Regions from separate parts of the Mus musculus genome. Here region 1 is linked to region 2. Evidence: chromatin contacts called from public Hi-C data. All regions are on one chromosome and are shown on one strand. Each heading gives the region's core, a stretch centred on a gene start, on an enhancer-like site or on the middle of the called end of the contact. The rest is flanking DNA. Distances are from core to core; before and after follow the strand shown. Region 1 has its middle 44 kb from the start of Gm10845. Region 2 holds the start of Pcdh8 (protocadherin 8).

The links. Hi-C and Micro-C count contacts between places; a contact is called where the count stands out from the background.
Region 1: a Hi-C map of cortical neurons shows a contact between it and region 2, with 4 times the contacts expected there. The contact joins the enhancer-like site here to the promoter of Pcdh8 in region 2. A contact is called at or near these places in 1 of 39 promoter capture datasets (hippocampal neurons), 3 of 484 Hi-C or Micro-C datasets (cortical neurons and nephron progenitors) and 6 of 115 datasets of contacts at active chromatin or transcription factors (embryonic forebrain, embryonic hindbrain, embryonic midbrain and 3 more).

Annotation. Positions count from the first base shown.
Region 1 is chr14:79,822,700-79,826,844 of GRCm38.p6, reverse strand. No RefSeq gene overlaps it. Among named protein-coding and RNA genes, the nearest start is that of Gm10845, 44 kb to the left of the region's middle. Within about 2 kb of position 2,039, at least 13 of the 459 cell types and tissues checked have an H3K27ac peak or open chromatin away from gene starts, as enhancers often do. A contact at or near this core is called in cortical neurons and hippocampal neurons, where this site is marked.
Region 2 is chr14:79,768,414-79,772,587 of GRCm38.p6, reverse strand. It overlaps Pcdh8 (protocadherin 8), which reads left to right and starts at 1,276. Exons shown (of 3, transcript NM_021543.4): 1 at 1,276-4,091. The coding sequence starts at 1,467. It overlaps Gm9748 (predicted gene 9748), which reads right to left and starts at 2,680. Exons shown (of 2, transcript NR_154550.1): 1 at 2,387-2,680; 2 at 1-191.

The DNA of each region.
Region 1 (4,145 bases), core at 790-3,289, 53 kb before region 2:
GCATCTACTAATATCACCTGAATGACTGCTTCTCCCAACAATACCAATTGTTTTAGCTCCTGTGCTTTTGAATGCATGAAAAGACTGCCAATAAACAGTGTGTTTTATTGCCTAAAGATACTTAGACAAGGAGATGTCATGATCCTTTTGGGGAGAAGGTTTCTACCAATTTATAAGGAAGAAGACCCTTGCCTCTTACACTCAGTAAATGCCATGCCTGTCCAGGCTACTCTTACTGCTAGGCTATATTCATTTTCCTGAGAAACACAAAGTTAGTGGTAGCAACATACAGAAAAGAGACAGGAACCCTCAGGGATTTGGGCAGTTCCTTGTGCTGAGGACTATCAGTCATGGTAGCCTCTTGAGGCATGTTCACCAGCGTGTCTAAAATTGCCATATTTTCTGCCACTCAGGAACATAAGAATTCTGCTTTCATTTCCTCCAGGAAGAACTGGCAAGGAAGGAAATGACAATAGTTTGAGAGAAAGAGGTTTTGAGTTGCAAAAGCCTAGGACTTGGACCACACACAAAAGATCTGAAGAAAATGTGGTCAGTCAGAAAGTGTTTCCTGTTCCTGGGAGACAAAATAATGGTATCCTACCTGGGTAAAGGATACCATGGGATAAATCTGATATTTAGAAGCTTCTACAACTCTTAGGAGGGGTTCTTATCCCTGCCCTTCCCAAATCACACCAGATATCCCAAGAGAGCACCAAGATTCCACTTCATGTTGAGAAATGGCCAATATGCAGTGACCCAGTTCCCATGGGGGCTAGAGACAGGAGCCCTAGAGGAGACACAGCACATGGGGTCTGAAGATGGAAGGCCAGGGGAAGCTTTGTGGGTTTCCTATAGCCCTGGAAGAACCAGGAAATAGCATTCGTTGGTAAATGCCAAGGAAAGAATAAAGAACCAAACTAGGAGGGCAGCTACAGTGTTCAGGGCGGTCATGACACAAGAATGGGGACCTCCCAGCAGATGTGTAGATAGATGTTGACTTAGAACCAGCCATTGTGACAGGATCGTTGCCATTCACCAGCCTGAGTTAAACTCCATCCCAGCAGAACAAAAAAGACCAGATTAGTTCAGCAAAGTCCCTGTTTCCCTGAGCAACAGAGTCAGATGAGAAATCTCTCACTGATGGCAGGGACAGACATCATCTTACCTTAAGGCCCAGATTTGCAAACAGCTAGGTCCTCTGCATATACCTTATGGTCATGTAGCTTGGTGTTCTTGTGAGACTTCTAACAGTTAGAATGGGGATTTTTCTCTGACTCTTGACTCATGTTCCGGACCCTTTTATCCTACTTGGTTGCCATGTCAGGCTGTGATATGAGGGTTTGTGCCAAGTCTTGTTGTATCTTGTTAGACCATGTTCAGTGGATATCCCTGGGAGACCTGTTTTGTTGTTGTTGTTGTTGTTTTGTTTTGTTTTGTTTTTTGTTTTGAAAGGAAACAGAGGAGGTGTTGAACTGAGGGAAAGAGGAATTGGGGGAGGGACTGAGAGGAATGGAGAGGGGAAACTGTGGTCAGGATGTAATGTATTCAAGAAGAATAGAAGGTTGGGTTTTTTTAAGGCCCAGATTTGTGGTCTCTGAGTCATGCTAGCCATGTATGAATGTGTTCATCACTTATTAATACACAGAAAAGTCAAATTTTACTCAAGGGTTACATTCTAATGTTGGCTCGTGACGCGAAAACCAAGTATATTCACAATTGACCCTGAAAATATCTTAATTTGCTCACAAAAATTTAGTACTGTACCATTGCTCGATAAATTCAAAGCAGCCAGATTTTCTTCCAACTTTGAAACAGATTGCTGGCTTCTCTTTTCCAATTTAGCACCAAATATAGTAATTGGCTTTTGTTTAGAGATGTGTTGTTCAAAAAATTAAAAATAAATTATTTTTGTCTTCAAATGCTAGAATCACACGCATGTCATTATGACTTCATCACAGAAGAGCCAGGGACTAACAAGGAAAGAGCCCTCCACCCCCGCCTCGCCTGGGACACCAAACAGGGGGGTTGGAAGGACGCCCTCACCCACAGCTGGCATTGTCAGTCTGAGCTCACGACTCTTCTCCCTTTAAATCTAGCTTACCGACTGCTAAGACTTGTGTGAATGCTCCAGAATCTATGCCAGCTGCAACTTCGCAGCAACCTAGAGTCAACACAACTGCCACTTCGTACTCACCGAAAGGCCCTCACTTCGTTACCTCTAGCAGACATCTTCCCTGAAGGCTTTCCAAGTGACTCAGAGGATGGGTGTATAAGCCTCATGCACAACTTCATGTCAAAACCCCACGAGCACCCCTCCTCAGCCCACCCCCGGCCCCGTTCCTCACAGTCTCCACCTCTTGGCACCAATTATGCTGATTCGAACTTAGTCCTTCCCATTGTCAATCATCCAACAGAAAGGCACCTGTGCCTACGTCTTAAAAAGTACAGGGAAGTGTGTGACAATATTTTCCTACTGCACGTTAATTCTTCATGACCATGATCTGAATTTCATTCACTACCTTAACAGCTGTCACCTATTAACAAGTTTAACATGCTAGACACTTTGTATCTGCAGTCCTAATGACTTCCTATAATAACCCAAGGAATGTTCTCCAAGTCACAATTAAGGGAGCTAAGGGGCATAAGTAAAAGTCGTATGTATATACTGAGTCACACAGCCCAACCCAAGGTCTGAAGGTTTATTGACACTCCCTTCCACCAGTACAGAGTGATGTGGGCTTTCCGACTTAAACCCCCCAGCTCATGTCCAGACATCCAAGTGTTGAGATAATCTCTGTGGAGTGGTAGTCAATTAAAAATACAACCACCTAGCCCAAGCTAATTGTGTCCCACAGAAGGACTGAAAAGCTGTTGGCTAGCCAGTCTCTCTCTACCCGTTCACCTTTCCACTAGAAGCTGCTACCAGTGAACAAAAATAGAAATGGAGATGGCTAGATGGAAACTCTAGCAAAGTTTTCAGAAGAAAAAAAAAAAAAGCCAATCCTCTCCTCATCTCTGTTTGTTTTCTTCTATTAAAACTGGGGTCTCACGTGCCCTAGGCTGGCTCCAGATTCACTATGTAGCGAAGAATGAACCTGTGCATCTAACCCTGCTTCCACCTCCCACGTTCTGGGCATCTCAGTTTGCTGTCTGATGCTGTGCTAAACACTGCAGCCAGAACTTAGCTGGCTGAGGCAGTGGTTTATTTGGCTTCCGTCATCAGTGGGAAGCCAAGGCAGGAACCTGGAGTCAGAACCTGAAACAAAGATTCCTGGAAGAACACTGCACGAGGCTTGCTTATTTAGCTCACCCCAAGGCTCACGGTCATACGCCTTTCTCAAACATCCTAGGCTCACCCTCTTAGGGATGTACTACCCACAGTGGGCTTCCCCAAACCATCAGTTAAAAATGGGGGAAAAAAATCCCTCACAAGCAAACCAGAAGGCCAATCTGATGAAGGTTCTTCCTCAGTTGAAAGTTCATCTTCCCTGGTACACCTAGGTTTGTGTCAAGTTGACAAAAACTAACTATGACACTGAGCAGCAAGTATATTTCACCACTCCCAGCTTGTGTTGTGTTGGGGACCTTGTGCATCTGAGGCAATCATCCTACACACTGAGCCACGCCCCCACCCCAACCCTGTTCCTTCTACCTCTTTCTTGAAACACAGATGTTAAATCCTGGACTTCTGAAGCCCTTGTGTGCCACAGAGACAATTAAGATAATGTCAAGGCCGTCAACAAAGGACGAAACTGAGATGTGTTCCAACCGAAAACCACCTCCCATGGCCTACGGCGTCTGAGGAGAAAGCCAACTCCTTGTTTGTTGCCACCTCTTAGTACGGTGTTCTGTATCTGCGGCAGTTCTGCATGACGTCATCACCACCTCTGAGCTGCTTTATCCTTCACAAACGGTCTCTGTCCTGCTATCAGGCATAATCCAGAAGCGCACCAGCCAAGGGCAAGCCAAGGCTGGCTGTACTCAAGCAGTGGCAGGGGCTTCTCTCCAGACTTACCAAAGCTAACACCCCCCACCCCCCTGCTGAAGGATGAGGGAAACACAGTTAAACCTGTCAGCAAATGTCACATTCAAGTGAATGGAAGTTATACGGGCCATGCCCTCACGGGGCATGTGATTAAGAGGAT
Region 2 (4,174 bases), core at 27-2,526:
AGCTCCGGGAGTGGAGATACCTGGATACCTACGGAGGCATCTCGAGGACCCCAGCCAGGGAAAGTGGTAATGCTGAAGTTCTACGGTTTCATAGGCAGATGGCTAAGTTACCCCAGGTTCCTGCCAGGTTTCAACGTCACGCTGTGATTTTGTTCTTCTGGAACAGGGCGAGTGTTGCTTCCAGAGAGGCCCTATTAGAACAGAAAGCAAATCCTCTAAATAGGCGGAACAAGGCATCAGGAGGAAAACGATCTCTAAATGCACTTTAGTAGGAACCCGGTATTGTGTGGGATTCAGCGCCCATCACCGTTTAGCCTGAGAGTTATGGCACGGATTGAGGGTGAATAGAGAGGCATAATGGAGACATGTGGCGTTTGCTCATTATATTCAAGTTAGCCCAACTCTACTGTGGAAACTGTTCAACTTTCTCTCCCCCTCTAGCTTGTCATAGTGAAATAATACAGACATCGGGGCCTCCAATGGGATCGCCTGCCACGCCATTCTATTTCCACTACTAACGAGGGCTTCATAAGCCTTTGATACAGTCTGATCTTTGAAACCTTTCCAAATCTCCTCAAGCTTATGCTAAATCCTATTTGGAACTTTATTTTTCCTTGCCTGCTAGCACCTAGGGCTTAAGGAAGCCATTTGAACAGTGACATGCATACTAACGTGTATCGCAGGGCTCTTTTCTGAAAGGCAAGTGGCACCGGTGCTCACACGAGCAAAACACAATTGCGTACACAAATGTGAATAAAATCAGTTTTGCTCTACCCTTCACTCTTCTTCATCGACAGGTTATTCCCCACACCGGTGGGAAGCTGAGGGAGGAGGCGAACAGAGAGCCTCGCTCCCCAGAGCAAGTTTTGAAGCCTTTAAAATGCAAAATAAAGGGGCGGATGGGGGGTAGGATGTGAGACCCGGAGCTTCTGAAGAGAAACCCAGCTTGTTCGGGCTTAGTACCCGCAGCGGCGGGCAGAAGAGACCGGGTGCCTGGCACCCAATTTCCAAAAATCATCAGCTTCGTTTACTTCAGAGCCCAGTGCTAACTCATTGCAAGCAAGGTGCTAACAGAAAATGGGAGCAGGAGTTTTTAAAACAAAGGAAAGATTCCCTCATTTTCCTTCCCTGTTTTCTCCTCTAAGCCTTTCCACATTAAAGGGATTGTCGGTGGTTGGCGGAGGAGCGGCGCTGTGGCTAAGCGACCATTGGCTGGCCCCTTCCAGTGATTTGCATATCGGCAGCTATAAAGACGGAGGCGGCGCTCGCCAGCGCAGCTCCAGCCCAGGGAAAGGAGGCGGAGGCGCCGAGTGAGGGTGGGTCTGCGCGTCCTCCGAGCCAGCCCGAGCCGGAGCTGCAGCTTTTCCCGCACGGGGCTCGCAGAGCCTGGGACTCACGCTCCGATCTGCACGCCGGGGAAGACTCTTTAGGTTAGCCTTTCGGAATAGCAGTTGGGGATTGGCGATATGAGTCCTGCGAAGCGCTGGGGCAGCCCTTGCCTTTTCCCCTTGCAGCTATTTAGTCTCTGCTGGGTGCTCTCAGTGGCCCAGAGCAAGACAGTCCGATACAGCACGTTCGAAGAGGATGCCCCTGGCACAGTCATCGGAACCCTTGCAGAAGACCTGCACATGAAAGTGTCTGGAGACACAAGCTTCCGCCTGATGAAGCAATTCAACAGCTCTCTGCTCCGGGTACGCGAGGGCGACGGGCAGCTGACCGTCGGGGATGCGGGCCTGGACCGTGAGCGTCTGTGTGGCCCGTCCCCACAGTGCGTGCTGGCCTTCGATGTTGTCAGCTTCTCGCAGGAACAGTTCCGCCTGGTGCACGTGGAGGTGGAGGTGAGGGATGTAAACGACCACGCGCCCCGCTTTCCCCGAGCCCAGATCCCGGTGGAGGTCTCAGAGAGCGCTCCGGTAGGCACACGCATCCCCCTGGAGGTGCCCGTGGACGAGGACGTGGGTGCCAACGGGCTGCAGAGTGTACGCCTAGCCGAGCCTCACAGCCCCTTCCGCGTGGAGCTGCAGACGCGCGCGGACGGTGCCCAGTGTGCGGACCTGGTGCTGCTACAGGAGTTGGACCGCGAGAGCCAGGCCTCCTACAGCCTGGAGCTGGTGGCTCAGGATGGCGGGCGACCGCCGCGTTCCGCCACAGCAGCCCTCAGCGTGCGTGTGCTAGATGCCAATGACCACAGCCCGGCCTTCCCACAGGGTGCCGTGGCAGAGGTGGAATTGGCCGAGGACGCACCTGTGGGATCGCTGCTGCTCGACCTGGACGCTGCCGATCCCGACGAAGGTCCCAACGGCGACGTTGTGTTCACCTTCGGCGCCCGCACCCCTCCCGAAGCCCGCCACCTCTTCCGGCTCGACCCGCGCTCTGGCCGCCTCACCTTGGCTGGGCAGGTGGACTACGAGCGCCAGGACACCTACGAGCTGGACGTGCGGGCTCAAGACCGAGGTCCAGGGCCCCGGACAGCCACCTGCAAGGTTATCGTGCGCATCCGAGACGTCAACGACAACGCTCCTGAAATTTCTATCACTCCTCTGGCCGCCCCGGGGGCTCCAGCCACCTCGCCCTTCGCCGCCGCCGCCGCTGCCGCCGCACTCGGAGGAGCGGACGCGGCCTCGTCGACTGGGTCCGGGACACAGGAAGCCGGTATCACCTCGCTGGTGCCAGAGGGGGCGGCGCGCGAGAGTCTAGTGGCGCTGGTCAGCACCTCGGACAGGGACTCGGGCGCCAACGGGCAGGTGCGCTGCGCCCTCTACGGGCACGAGCACTTTAGGCTGCAGCCGGCCTATGCTGGCAGCTACCTGGTGGTGACCGCTGCATCTCTGGACCGGGAGCGCATCGCGGAGTACAACCTGACGCTGGTGGCCGAAGACCGTGGCACACCCCCTCTTCGCACCGTCAGGCCCTACACCGTGCGAGTGGGGGACGAGAACGACAACGCACCGATCTTCACCAAGCCAGTCTATGAGGTGTCGGTCCGCGAAAACAACCCTCCAGGCGCCTACCTGGCCACAGTGGCAGCCCGCGACCCTGACGTGGGTCGCAACGGTCAAGTCACCTACCGCCTGGTAGAGGCCGAAGTGGGCCGCTCTGGGGAAGCCGTGTCCACTTACGTCTCAGTAGACCCGGCTACCGGAGCCATCTACGCTCTCCGTAGTTTTGACTATGAGACTCTGCGCCAGCTTGACGTGCGTGTCCAGGCCAGCGACGGCGGTTCCCCTCAGCTTTCCAGCAATGCTCTGGTGCAAGTGCGGGTGCTGGACCAGAATGATCATTCTCCGATCCTTGTGCATCCGGCGCCGGCTAATGGCTCCCTAGAAGTAGCGGTCCCTGGACGTTCCACCAAGGACACAGCTGTGGCGCGCATCCAGGCCCGGGATGCTGACGAAGGAGCCAACGGGGAACTGGCCTTTGATCTGCTGCAGCAGGAGCCACGCGAGGCCTTCTCCATAGGCCGCCACACGGGGGAGATCATGCTTACTGGAGACCTCTCGCAGGAGCCTCCTGGCCGCGTGTTCAAGGCCCTGCTGGTCATATCCGACGGCGGCCGTCCCCCTCTCACCACCACTGCAACCGTCAGTTTCGTGGTAACAGCCGGGGGCGGGTCAGCTGTGCCTGCCAGCTCCGGGAGCCCAGAGCACTCCCGGCCACCCGGCTCTCGCCTCGCGCCGTCGGGGCCTTCGCTGCAGTGGGACACGCCGCTGATCGTCATCATCGTGTTAGCCGGGAGCTGCACGCTGCTGCTTGCAGCCATCATCGCCATCGCCACCACCTGCAACCGCCGCAAGAAGGAGGTGCGCAAAGGGGGGGCCCTCCGGGAAGAGCGGCCCGGGGCGGCGGGCGGCGGAGCCTCGGCCCCTGGCTCCCCGGATGAAACCGCCAGGGGAACTGGGCCCAGGCCCAACATGTTCGACGTGCTCACCTTCCCTGGCAGCGGCAAAGCGCCCTTTGGCAGCCCCGCGGCCGACGCGCCCCCGCCCGCGGTCGCCGCGGCCGAAGTGCCGGGCTCGGAGGGCGGCAGCGCCACTGGGGAAAGCGCCTGTCACTTCGAGGGGCAGCAGCGGCTCCGAGGCGCGCACGCCGAGGTGAGGCCTTCCTTCGGCTGGGCGCCCCCCTCCGTGCTCTGCGGACAGGCTGGGAGAAGGGAAACCGGAGGGGTAAGGGTGGG